3 separate regions of the Mus musculus genome follow, and regions 1 and 3 are each linked to region 2. A link is a contact called in public HiChIP or PLAC-seq and promoter capture Hi-C data. All regions are on one chromosome and are shown on one strand. The core of a region is the stretch at or near the end of the contact, and the rest is flanking DNA. Distances in the headings are between cores, read along the strand shown.

Region 1 (3,649 bases), core at 1,081-3,580, 690 kb before region 2:
AATACTCCATATAGCCAAAATAAATATAAAAGCTTAAGAGAAAGAAAAAAAAATTTCTGGTTGATATCACTGGAAACAGCTTTGCCAAACTCTGGGATAGGCTGAACCATGAGAAAGGATAGTATTATGTCCCCTGACATGAAGGGAAGAGTCAGTACTCCCCAGATCCATGTCTGATCAGCATGTAAGGGCTGGGGAGGTGGTTCAATGGATAAGAGTGTTTGCTGTGAAAGCAAGAGGAACTGAGTTCAAATCCCCAGCACGCTCACGAATGGCAGGCACGGCTGTGAATGACTATAACCCCAGAACTGGGGAGTGGGATGGAGGAAGGAGAGGGGTCACAGGAACTCACTGCCCAGCCAGTGAGTTTCAAGATCACTGAGAGACGTTGACTCAAAAATAAGATAAAGAGTGACCTCTCTCTGGTCTTCACATAGGAGCACACAGGTGTGTCTCTATAACACACTCACCCCCCCCCCACACACACACACACACACACAGACGGTTCAGCAGAACCAAGGTGGCAAAGAGTAAAGCCAGGCTTCATACATGGGACTACATCTGAGGAGAATTCTGAGCTGAACCCCTTTCTATTTACTACATTTGCAAAACAAATACATGGTTAGGAACGGAGTCAAGGGTAAGTCTCTCACTGAAAGGCAATGAGGTTCTTCAAAGCTGACCTCTAGCTCATCAGGAGTGAGATCCGGGCTTCTGTGCCATCTGTTTCCCATCAAGAGAGCCGATCCACGAGAGAAAATGATCACAGGTTAACTAACAACAACAACAACAAAAGTCAACCAAATGTCAATAAGATAAAACACAACTATATAAACATCCCAAGGAAATAAAGGGAGATAATGGAAATGAATCTGAAGGAAAAACCAAGGGAGAGTGGGTGGTGATGCATCCCATAATCCCTGCCTTGGGAGAGAGGGTGGTGGTGCATCCCATAATCCCTGCCTTGGGAGATAGAAGCAGGAGGGTCCGGAGCTCAAGGCAGGCCTCTTCAGAAAGCTCCTGGTCTCAAAACAACAAAAGAGAATAAACAACACCTGAAGAAAACAAAAATCTGTAAGAAGGGCTGGAGTTACAACTCAGCGGAAGGACGTTTGTTTAGCATAACACTGCACACAAGAAAACAACATATTACCTATATGATATGTTTAAAAGAATAGACCAAGGTGGTGCACACCTTTAATCCCAGCACTTGGGAGGCAGAGGCAGGCAGATTTCTGAGTTCAAGGCCAGCCTGGTCTACAGAGTGAGTTCCAGGACAGCCAGGGCTACACAGAGAAACCCTATCTTGAAAAAAACAAAACAAAAGAATAGATCAAGTTAAAATGAATAGAGGGCTTCTTTTCCAGCCTCTGCCTCAGACCTTACAGCCGTGATGTTGATGCCTGAGAAGAACAGGATTGCCATCTATGAACTCCTTAAGGAAGGCGTGATGGTTGCCGAGAAAGATGTCCACGTGCCCAAACACCCTGAGCTGGCAGACAAGAACATGCATAACCTTCATATAATGAAAGCCATGCAGTCTCAAGTCTCGAGGTTACATGAAGGAGCAGTTTGCCTGGAGACACTTCTTCTGGGACCTTACGAATGAGAGCATCTAGTACCTCTGAGATTACCTACACCTACGTCTGGAAATCATGCCTGCCATCCCATCCTGAGACTGGCAGGCCTCAGCCCAAGGGTCCACAGGGTGAGTGACCTGCAAGATTCCCAAGAGGGGAGGCAGACAGAGATATCTGCAGAAGGAGTGCTGTGCTCCTGTAGCCGACAAGAAAGCTGAGGCTGGGGCTGGCTCAGCAACTGAGTTCCAGTTTAGAGGCTGCTTTGGTGGTGAACATGGCCAGTCACCTCACTGAAGTTAGAGATTGTGTTGTATCGAATAAACCTGGTGGGGGTGGGGGTGGGGGAACGAACCCGAAGGGAGGAAGTAAAATGCAAACCAAAATGGAGACAAAGGTCAAATCAGAACTGACTTTGAGGCCAAAGTTGTTGGGTGGTGAAAGAGAGGTGGTAGATCAAAAACATATTGATACTTACAGTACGCATTATAAAACAAAGTGTCTTGTATACAACAACACACATTATAAAACGCTTTGCCTGTGTCTGCATGAGGTGTGTGCAGGTGGGAGCAGGTGCCCACAGAGGCGGGAGGAGCTGGATCCCCAGAAGCTGGAGGTACAGGAGGATGTGAGCTGCCGGGGTGCTCTAGAAGAGACACACTGACCCACTGACTCACCGCACAGCTGCCCCGAGCCCGTGCACAGCTGGGGCGGTTTCCTTGCTCGAAGTTCTCTCCAGGCTCCTACCCTGCACAAACAAAATAACCTTTCCACAATGTTTCAAATGTTTTTTATTCTTCCTTTGAGTTGCAAGGTCGGTAATTATAACCCCTCCCTTCCTTGCACTCTCAGCTCCTGCACTTCTCCAGGTCTACTTTGGACCACAGCCCAGCTTAAGTACAGTCTTCTCTGTCCCCCTCCAGGCCTGAGAGTTGAACACTCTGACCCCCTCCAGGCCTGCACCCTGAGAGCTGAGCACAGCCTCGGGGAAACACCGGAACTTGGCTGTTGGTCTCAGTTTAAATAATCTAATGCCCAGAGGCCCCAGAAAACTACCTGGCAGACACACTCTTATTTCTCTCATACATTCACTTTGGCTTTAAGTTTTACTATTTTATATTTTTTTCAAAACACCTTTATGTTCTCACCTGTTCCCCAGCATCTCTAAGACCGTCGCCATCTTCTCCTGATTAACTGGCTCCTTATTGCACTAAAGACAAACTTTTCTTTTGCTTATTTAATGTGTGTGTGTGTGTGTGTGTGTGTGATATGTAGGTGTTCATGTGGTTATGTGCACAAGTGTGTTCATGTGTGTGTATGTAGAGGGCAGGGTTGATATGGGGTTGTACTGGCTAGTTTTGTGTCAACTTGACACAGCTGGAGTTATCACAGAGAAAGGAGCTTCAGTTGAGGAAATGCCTCCATGAGATCCAACTGTAAGGCATTTTCTCAATTAGTGATCAAGGGGGAAAGGCCCCTTGTGGTGGGACCATCTCTGGGCTGGCAGTCTTGGGTTCTATAAGAGAGCAGGCTGAGCAAGCCAGTAAAGAACATCCCTCCATGGCCTCTACATCAGTTCCTGCACCCTGACCTGCTTGAGTTCCAGTCCTGACTTCTTCAGTGATGAACAGCAATGTGGAAATGTAAGCCGAATAAACCCTTTCCTCCATAACTTGTTTCTTGGTCATGATGTCTGTGCAGGAACAGAAACCCTAAGACAGGGGTGTTTTCCTTAGTCCCGCTCCATGTTACTTTTTGAGACAGGCTCTCTCACTAAAGCTGGAGACCACTGATCCAGTGAGACTGGTTGACCAGTGAGCTCCAGGGAATCTTGTGTGTCTGCCTCCCAGGTGCTGTGATTCCAGACTGGTGTGGCACACCCAGCTTTCACATGGGTCCCGGGGAGATGAATGAGGTTCTTCCATGGTAAGAACTTTCCCTACAAAGCCAACTCCCCAGACCACTAATTTATTTAAAGATTTGAATATGTGCAGGCATTTCTGTCTGCACGCAGGTATGTCATGTGACTGAGGTATTGGAGGGAGCCAAGCTTTGGATCCTTTTGGGCCTGG
Region 2 (3,604 bases), core at 462-2,961:
AGAGAATGCGAAGGGCACCTTCACCTACCAGCCCCGCTTCTCAAACTACTTGCAAACCCCACCAAAGCGTGGGGTTTCGTCCCCAAAGGAAGCTGTGTATGCTGGTCATGACCGGTTCATGAATGAGGCTTAGCATGCACACCTGGGTATCGGTGTCCTCAAGGGAGGGTCCCCAGCTGAATGCATAGGAGTGCATGAGAGGACCATGTCAGTGCGGACTGCTGAACGCAGTCCTGTGTAGGCACTGCTGTGCAGTGTCCTGAGCAGTCTGAGTAAGGGGTGGGGCTGGAGATTTCCAAAAGACTGTACCACCTGCTCTGGGCCCACCTCGGCTTCTGCCAGGTTCATCCCTTAACTAGATAACTAGGCTGGCTGTGTGGCTCCTCCCACGGAGAACCGCTTGGTCTGGGAAGCAGGCCACCATGCATCCGATGCCCCGTTCGCTGCACACCCTGGCTCAGGGACTATTGAACGCCATCAAGAATGGCGGTGTGTGGATAGTGGTTGAACAACAGAGCCTGGAGCCAAGAATGTATTGGGGAGTGAGGGGTGCTGAATCAGCAGGCTTCAAGCCCAAAGCAGATGGAGAAGCCTGGGGGGTGGGGGAGCTCTGTGATGAGTTCCTACAGGCTGTCTACAACAGGAGGGAGAACGCTTGTCAGAACTGGGAAGCCCCACTGGAGCGAGAGGGGGAGGGACCCTGTTTTCACGACTTCCCTGTGTTCAGAGCCAGAGGAACTCAGAATCTGGAAGCTCAAGTTGCCTTTTCCAAACTTCCCCAGTCCGGATGTGAGTCTCCCGAGCTCAGAGGAGCTCAGCTTCTTTGGGGCCGGGTGGGCATTCCAAGCGACGGGTTTAGACTGTGCGATACGCTTGCAGACACAGTTCTCTGCTGAATCCCGCCTACTCTACCTTCCTTTGCAAATCTTATTTCTAAATCTGGGCTCTGTGAGCCCTCTGCGCTGTCCACCAGGACTGGTTCCGCGCTTCACCCGACTCGGCCTTTGCAACCGCGCCAGGTCTGAGGATAAGACAGGCTGGATCAGATTGACTCATCCCGGTCCCGCACCTAGGGACATCTTACAGTATTGACCCTGAAAACCTCCGGGAAACCTTCACTTACTGGAAGGAGAGAATGGCCCTAGCTTCAAGAGGGGTGAGGAAGGGGATGGCTGGTGGGCACCAAGCAGCAGGTGGCAGTTCCGACAGTGGATTACTGCCCGGAAGCTAGGGAGCTAGGGCCTGACTCACGCGTCCCGTCGAAGCGGGTGGCGATGGTGTCCAGGAAGGTGTTCTGCGGCGCCAGGAGCCCCCGCATGGCCGGCATCTTAGGCGGCGGGGGCCGCCCGCCCCATCCCTCCGGGGCGCGGGGACTCAGCGCCGGGGGAGGGCGCCTGGCTCGGCCGCCCCCCGCCGGGCCCCGCGCCCCCTAGAGTAGCCGTCGGGGGGCTATGCCCGGCCCAGGCTCGCAGGCCCCAGCAGCTGCCGGCGCACAAGGGGGCGTCCGCACCGTCGGGGCTGGGCGCATGGCGCGCGCGCGACCCCTCGCCGCCCACGGATTCCGGGCTGCAGGCCCCGCGGCCACCGCGCACTCTGCACCTTTGGTCCGCCCGCGGCTCCTGTTTCTGCAAGCGGGGTGGCTCCCGCTTGGGCTCGGCTCAGCGCCGGGTCCCCGCAGCTCCCTCCGTCTGTCGGGGAGAAGCGGCAGCCTACCTCCCGCACCGCCGCCTGCACCGGGGTAACCATGGAGACGGGGCACACCCAGTCAGGGCCGCCTCCTTAAAGAGACAGGCCTCCTGCGGAGGGATCCCCCTCCCCTGGGACCTTGGTGGGGGCAGGGAAGGCTGCCGCCCCCTAGCGCTGCCAGACTCCCTAAGGCGAGAACCCGGGCCGGGTGGGCTCAGCCTGACAGCCTCGGGCTTCTCTCTCCTGCAGAGGGATCAGAGGAAGGCTTGGGGGCGTGAGCGTGTGTGAGTGTGTTGTAGATGTGTTTCGGAACGAGAATAATGTCATGAGAACGGGAACTGGCGACTAGGTGGCGGGGAACGTCCAGTAGTTGAAGGTTTGGGGCCCCCGGGGAGCGCTGACTATGCAGAGTTCTCTAAAAGGGAGGCTTCTGAACCTGTTTTTCCCCCCGGGTTCAGTCAAGCCTTTCCCGGATGCGGCTCGGCTCCCCTGAAAAGTGGAAGCAGGAGCTGAGGAAACCTGAGGCTAGAGTGAGGTCCAGATGCCTTGGGCGAGACCCCGGAGCGCAGAGGGCGCATTGGGAAAGTGAACTCCAAGCCCTCCGCTCGCCCCACGCATTTCCTCAAGTTTCTGTCGCCGCGGGAGGGTCAGAGGCTGGTCCAGGAACCCTGTGTGTGCTTGGCTAGCCCCCCCCCCCCTTTAGTCGCGGAGTTCGATTCTCCCCGGAGCCCGCACCTCCAGCGAGGAGGCGGAAAGCAGGGGCGGACGGCCGTCTCCTGTCCCTGTCCCCGCGCGCCGCGACCGTCCCCGCGGCCTCTCCTGCCAGCGCCGCTCCTCCTCCCTCCTACGATTTGCCAGTGAGCGCGGCTGCCGCCCGCGCCCAGAGAAGCCGCCGGGGCCAAAACTGCAATTTGCTCTCCAATGGAAGAAGCCGGAGCTCAGCACTGCTCCCCTGCAGGAGACACACCCACTGCCACCAGCGTCGGAAAGAGGAGTATACCCTGCTCCAACTACCCGTCAGCAGCTAGTAAAGCCCAAGCTCAAGGCACCTGTATTTAAATGAACAGGAGCTTTGGGAAGAAAGGGAGGAAGTCCCCCCCTCCCAGTCTGCTGCACCCTGAAATCCAGCTCCCAGGCGAGCCTGAAATGTCCGCAGATATGGTTCCCGACTCCTGATGGGTCAGGGCTAAAGAGTAACCCCTCCAGTCCTCGCAGCAACCTTCTTTCCAGGAGTTAGATAGCATCCCGCTAAACAGAGGAATATTTTAAAGCTCACTTTAAGCCAGGGCGAGGCTGTTGTTGAAAGCGTCATCTGCAGAACTCGGCTAGCCGAGCCGGGTTTAAGTACTGCTCTGAACTCGCTGTCCAGGAGATAATCCTTTTCTTGTAAGACAACTTACTAACATTTCTGTGATTCAGTTCTCTTCATCCGTGGAATGGAAATAATAATAACTACCCCTGTGGGTTCTGAGGAAGAAATAAGGAGGCATATATACCCAGGACAGTGAATGTGCGGCACTTGCTTCATGCAAATGTTTATTGTCTGATTTTGAGTCTCAGAGGGATCTTGAGAAACGCCCCGGGGTAGTTATTTCACAAAGGGAGAAGAAAAAGGAAGGAAGGAGAGAGAGAGAGAGAGAGAGAGAGAGAGAGAGAGAGAAGAGGACAAAGTCGGGGTTCCATCTACAACAGTCCCTGCTCCCAAAACACCTGAGTTGCATAGACATCACTGGTCCTCTGGGGTGGTCAGGTCTAACGGGTCCAAACTATATCCTCGAGGTCATGTTTAGGCTTCCAGATCAGTGACCTGGACTGACCTGGGCTGGCTTGCGGAGGTCAGGGAAGCTAGAGACCTGGGTTTAAATCGGGCGGAGTAGTTGGGGTTGGGAATGACTGAACTTCGTATTTCCCGAGGCAA
Region 3 (3,449 bases), core at 126-2,625, 550 kb before region 2:
AACTATCTGTAATGAGATCTGATCCCCTCTTCTGGGGGTGTCTGAAGATAGCTACAGTGTACTTACATATAATAAATAAATAGGCCAAAGCGATCTGGGCCCAAGCGGGCTGGAAACAATAAATAAATAAAAAAATAAAGTTGAGGTGGTTTGTAAGATAAGGAAATGAGAGTTCTGGAGTCTAAGTATTTTCTTTCTTTTTTTTTTAAGATTTATTTATTTATTATATCTAAGTATACTGTAGCTATCTTCAGACACTACAGAAGAGGGAGTCAGATCTCATTACAGATGGTTGTGAGCCACCATGTGGTTGCTGGGATTTGAACTCCAGACCTTCGGAAGAGCAGTCGGGTGCTCTTACCCACTGAGACATCTCACCAGCCCCTCTAATTATTTTCTAATTACAGCTGTTGGTCTATATGACTTTGGGCAAACTATTCTGCCTCTTTGGACTTCAGTTTATTCCTTCATAAACTGCTACATGACAGATGTCATTAAAACTAGCGGTCATTTATTTTCCTTTTGCCTTGTTGCTTTTTTTTCCCCCCATTACCTTCTGCCTCAAGAGGGGAGAGGAGGAACCTTTTGTCCTGTACTGTATGCAAACTGGTCTTAAAAGGAAGGGACAATTCTCTCCCTTTGGTCACCCAAGTGCGGAGCCGTCAGCTGTGAAACACTACCTCCCACAGACACTCAAAAGGGAATGGGGGTGGGATGGGGAGGTCTCATGAAGTTCATTTTGGCCCTGAACTTGCAGAGAACGACCCTGAGCCCCAAGTGGGATTACAGTGGAGGCTGGAATTACAGGCTTTTAATGTAAAGATATTTCAAAGCCTTGTGTTTTCTCTGAGAAAAAGTGAAGGTAACTTTTAAGGCCTAAAGCCAAGGAGGGGGGTGGAGATCAAGGAAGTGCAAAAAAGGAGAAGGAGGAGTAGGAGGAGGAGTATGAGGAGGAGGAGGAGGAGGAGGAGGAGGAGGAGGGGGAGGAGGAGGAGGAGGAGGAATCAACTAGGATGAACAGCACAGCCGGCTGGCTGGGACACCGGGACTGTAAGTGATGATCAGGAACGTATAGCCGGGCCGGGAGCCAGAAAGAACTTGAATCTGCTGGACTAGGAAGAGTGTTTCCAAAAGGGAGAAACTAGCCTGAGGTAGGGGTGTGACCATGGTGATGTCGAACCTGCTGAAAGAAACTGGGCGTGGCTCGGGCTGCAGGTGAGGGGCGTGACCAGGACAGGTGGGCGTGGCCAAGAAGAAATGGGCACGCGGGGCGAGGCCGGGACCCACATGAGGGGCCTGGGCTGCTGCGACGGAGAAGTGGGCGGGAAGGCGGGATGGGCGGGGAGGAGGCCATCCTTGCGGGAGAGGCGGGCTGGGCGGCTGGGAGGACCCAGGGACGGAAGAGGGTGGCCGTAGGCCGGGCCCCGCCTCGGGGCCGCCTCCCAGCGGGTTCCTTTTGCCTTGACTGCCTCCGAGGCTGTGGCGGCAGTGGCCGCCGGGCGCGCGTAAGATGGCGACTGCAGCAGCGGAAACCCTGGGCCTCCTGTGGGGTTGGCTGTGGAGCGAGAGCTTCTGGCTGCCTCAGAACGTGAGCTGGGCGGACCTGGAGGGCCCGGGCGACGGCTACGGCTACCCGCGCGCCCAGCACGTGCTGTCGGTGTTCCCGCTGGCAGTGTGCATCTTCTCCGTGAGGATGCTGTTTGAGCGGTGAGCGTTGCTGCGCGGGGCCGGGGATGGCGGGGGGTAGGGGCGGGACGCCTGGGCCGGAGACCGAGGGCCGGAAGCCGAGGCGGCGGGGCGGGGGAGCCGGGGAGCCCGGGCCGCGGCGGGGATGCTCGGAGCCCGGCGACGCGCCCCTGGAGCCTGCGTGCGCGCAGACCGCGCGAGTCTAGGGTGTGGGCGAGTGAGAGAGAATCGAGGGGAGTGCTGGGCCTCAGAAGTGCAGATCACAGAGTCGCATGGAGCTCTCGAAGGCTGCCTCCCAATCTCCAGGAACCCAAGAGTGAGTCGTGCTCCCGCAGTGCCCGGCGAGAGGAACGGGAAGGGCCTGGGAGAACCAGAATTAGCTGGGGTCCTGGAAGCTTGTGGGTTCAGTGCAAGCGCCAGAGCTTCCGAGCGACGTAGGTGGATGCATGAGATGTAATGTTTGCTAAAGTTACTTTACTTCTGGGGTTTGAAACAACAGGATCAGTTAGGCCCCAAGCCCTGATTTGTTAGCGCGTGAACGTGTTAGTATGACAGCAGACGTCTGGCTAGGATAGGGTGTGGTGAAGCCTGAGGCTTCCAACATTTGGGGAAGGTGTCAAGAGGAACTGCTGAACGGGCCTTGGAAGCCTGAGATGGGAGAAGTGGTCATTTTGAAGGCGATGGAGCCTGAGACTTTATTGGAAACAGCTTTGTGAACCAGCTTCTAAGGTGGTAGTATTCACAACATACTTTGCCCAGCTACATGCTCTGGGCAGAAGATCCCCCCCACCCCACCCCCACCCCGTTCTTCAAAGGGCTAGTCTTATCTGCTGCCAAAAAGACACTGTTCTTCAAGGATCTGATGCGATCTGTAATGAGGATCAATCATAGCTGTGTTTTTGATAAAGCTTACTCAAACTCCAAGGAAGTACTTTCCTCGTAGGCAGAGACGCCTTCTGTAAAAACCTTATCTAGAACAAACACGACACTGATGCCAGAATTCCTTTTCTAGTGTGGAGATGTGGTTAGACAAAATAATCCATTACTCAGAAGTATCTGTTTTGGATTACTTCTTTGATTTGTCTACAAGGGTTTTTTTTCTTATATCCAGCTAGTCACTAATCTGTATTTAGTAATACTATTTATCTCTTCTAAAAGTGCTATGCCAGACACTCAGATGCAAAAAGTAAATATATAATAAATAGATTAAGTGAAACTCAAAGTCTTTTCTGGGCCCCCAAGAATTTACAGTTTTTCAAGATAACCATCATTATCTTAAGTATCCCTGAGGTGGAGGTGGAGGTGCAGGCTTAGGAGAAAACTGGATCCTGCTATTCTCTTCCATAGTGAGGGCTGAAAATGAAATGCAAGAACTATCAAGAAAAGAGACAATCCAATACACTTTTCCATTGTCATAAGAATAGTCTTTGTTTCTCATACAGATATATAACAAGCTTTGTGACTTACCTCTGCTATCGGCATACACACACACACACACACACACAGAGTATATATTCCAATTCTAAAGGGTTCCCCCAGATGGCTGGAGACTATTCCCTGGAGGAGTCACTGGAAAGGATCCTTCCCCTATGGGAATTCTGTCTGCATGTTTCTATGGTACTCCAGTGTCAAGGGGATGAACAGGCATTCTTTCTAATGTGATATTTCTTATCCAGTAAGGACAAGCAGCTTGTTTGTTTAGTGTGTGATCTTAGGAAAAGTTAACCCTAGAAACAATCTTGCTATTTTGTTTCCCTTGAAGA

What was found. Promoter capture Hi-C pulls out the DNA fragments that hold promoters and counts their contacts. HiChIP or PLAC-seq counts read pairs in DNA pulled down with a chosen protein or histone mark.
Region 1: an HNF4G HiChIP or PLAC-seq map of pancreatic cancer cells shows a contact between it and region 2. The contact joins the promoter of 1700121M21Rik here to the promoter of Kcnh3 in region 2. A contact is called at or near these places in 1 of 39 promoter capture datasets (liver) and 2 of 115 datasets of contacts at active chromatin or transcription factors (embryonic forebrain and pancreatic cancer cells).
Region 3: a contact with region 2 is called in a promoter capture Hi-C map of hippocampal neurons, with 2.9 times the contacts expected there. The contact joins the promoter of Cers5 here to the promoter of Kcnh3 in region 2. A contact is called at or near these places in 3 of 39 promoter capture datasets (hippocampal neurons and liver) and 1 of 115 datasets of contacts at active chromatin or transcription factors (pancreatic cancer cells).

What each region holds. Positions count from the first base shown.
Region 1 is chr15:99,913,645-99,917,293 of GRCm38.p6, reverse strand. It overlaps 1700121M21Rik (a long non-coding RNA gene), which reads right to left and starts at 2,330. Exons shown (of 3, transcript XR_875663.3): 1 at 2,255-2,330; 2 at 684-774. It also overlaps the pseudogene Gm20564.
Region 2 is chr15:99,222,699-99,226,302 of GRCm38.p6, reverse strand. Kcnh3 (potassium voltage-gated channel, subfamily H (eag-related), member 3) reads right to left here and starts at 1,711. Exons shown (of 15, transcript NM_010601.4): 1 at 1,252-1,711. The coding sequence starts at 1,327. Gm46538 (a long non-coding RNA gene) reads left to right here and starts at 430. Exons shown (of 3, transcript XR_001781769.2): 1 at 430-1,156.
Region 3 is chr15:99,770,441-99,773,889 of GRCm38.p6, reverse strand. It overlaps Cers5 (ceramide synthase 5), which reads left to right and starts at 1,375. Exons shown (of 10, transcript NM_028015.2): 1 at 1,375-1,707. The coding sequence starts at 1,511.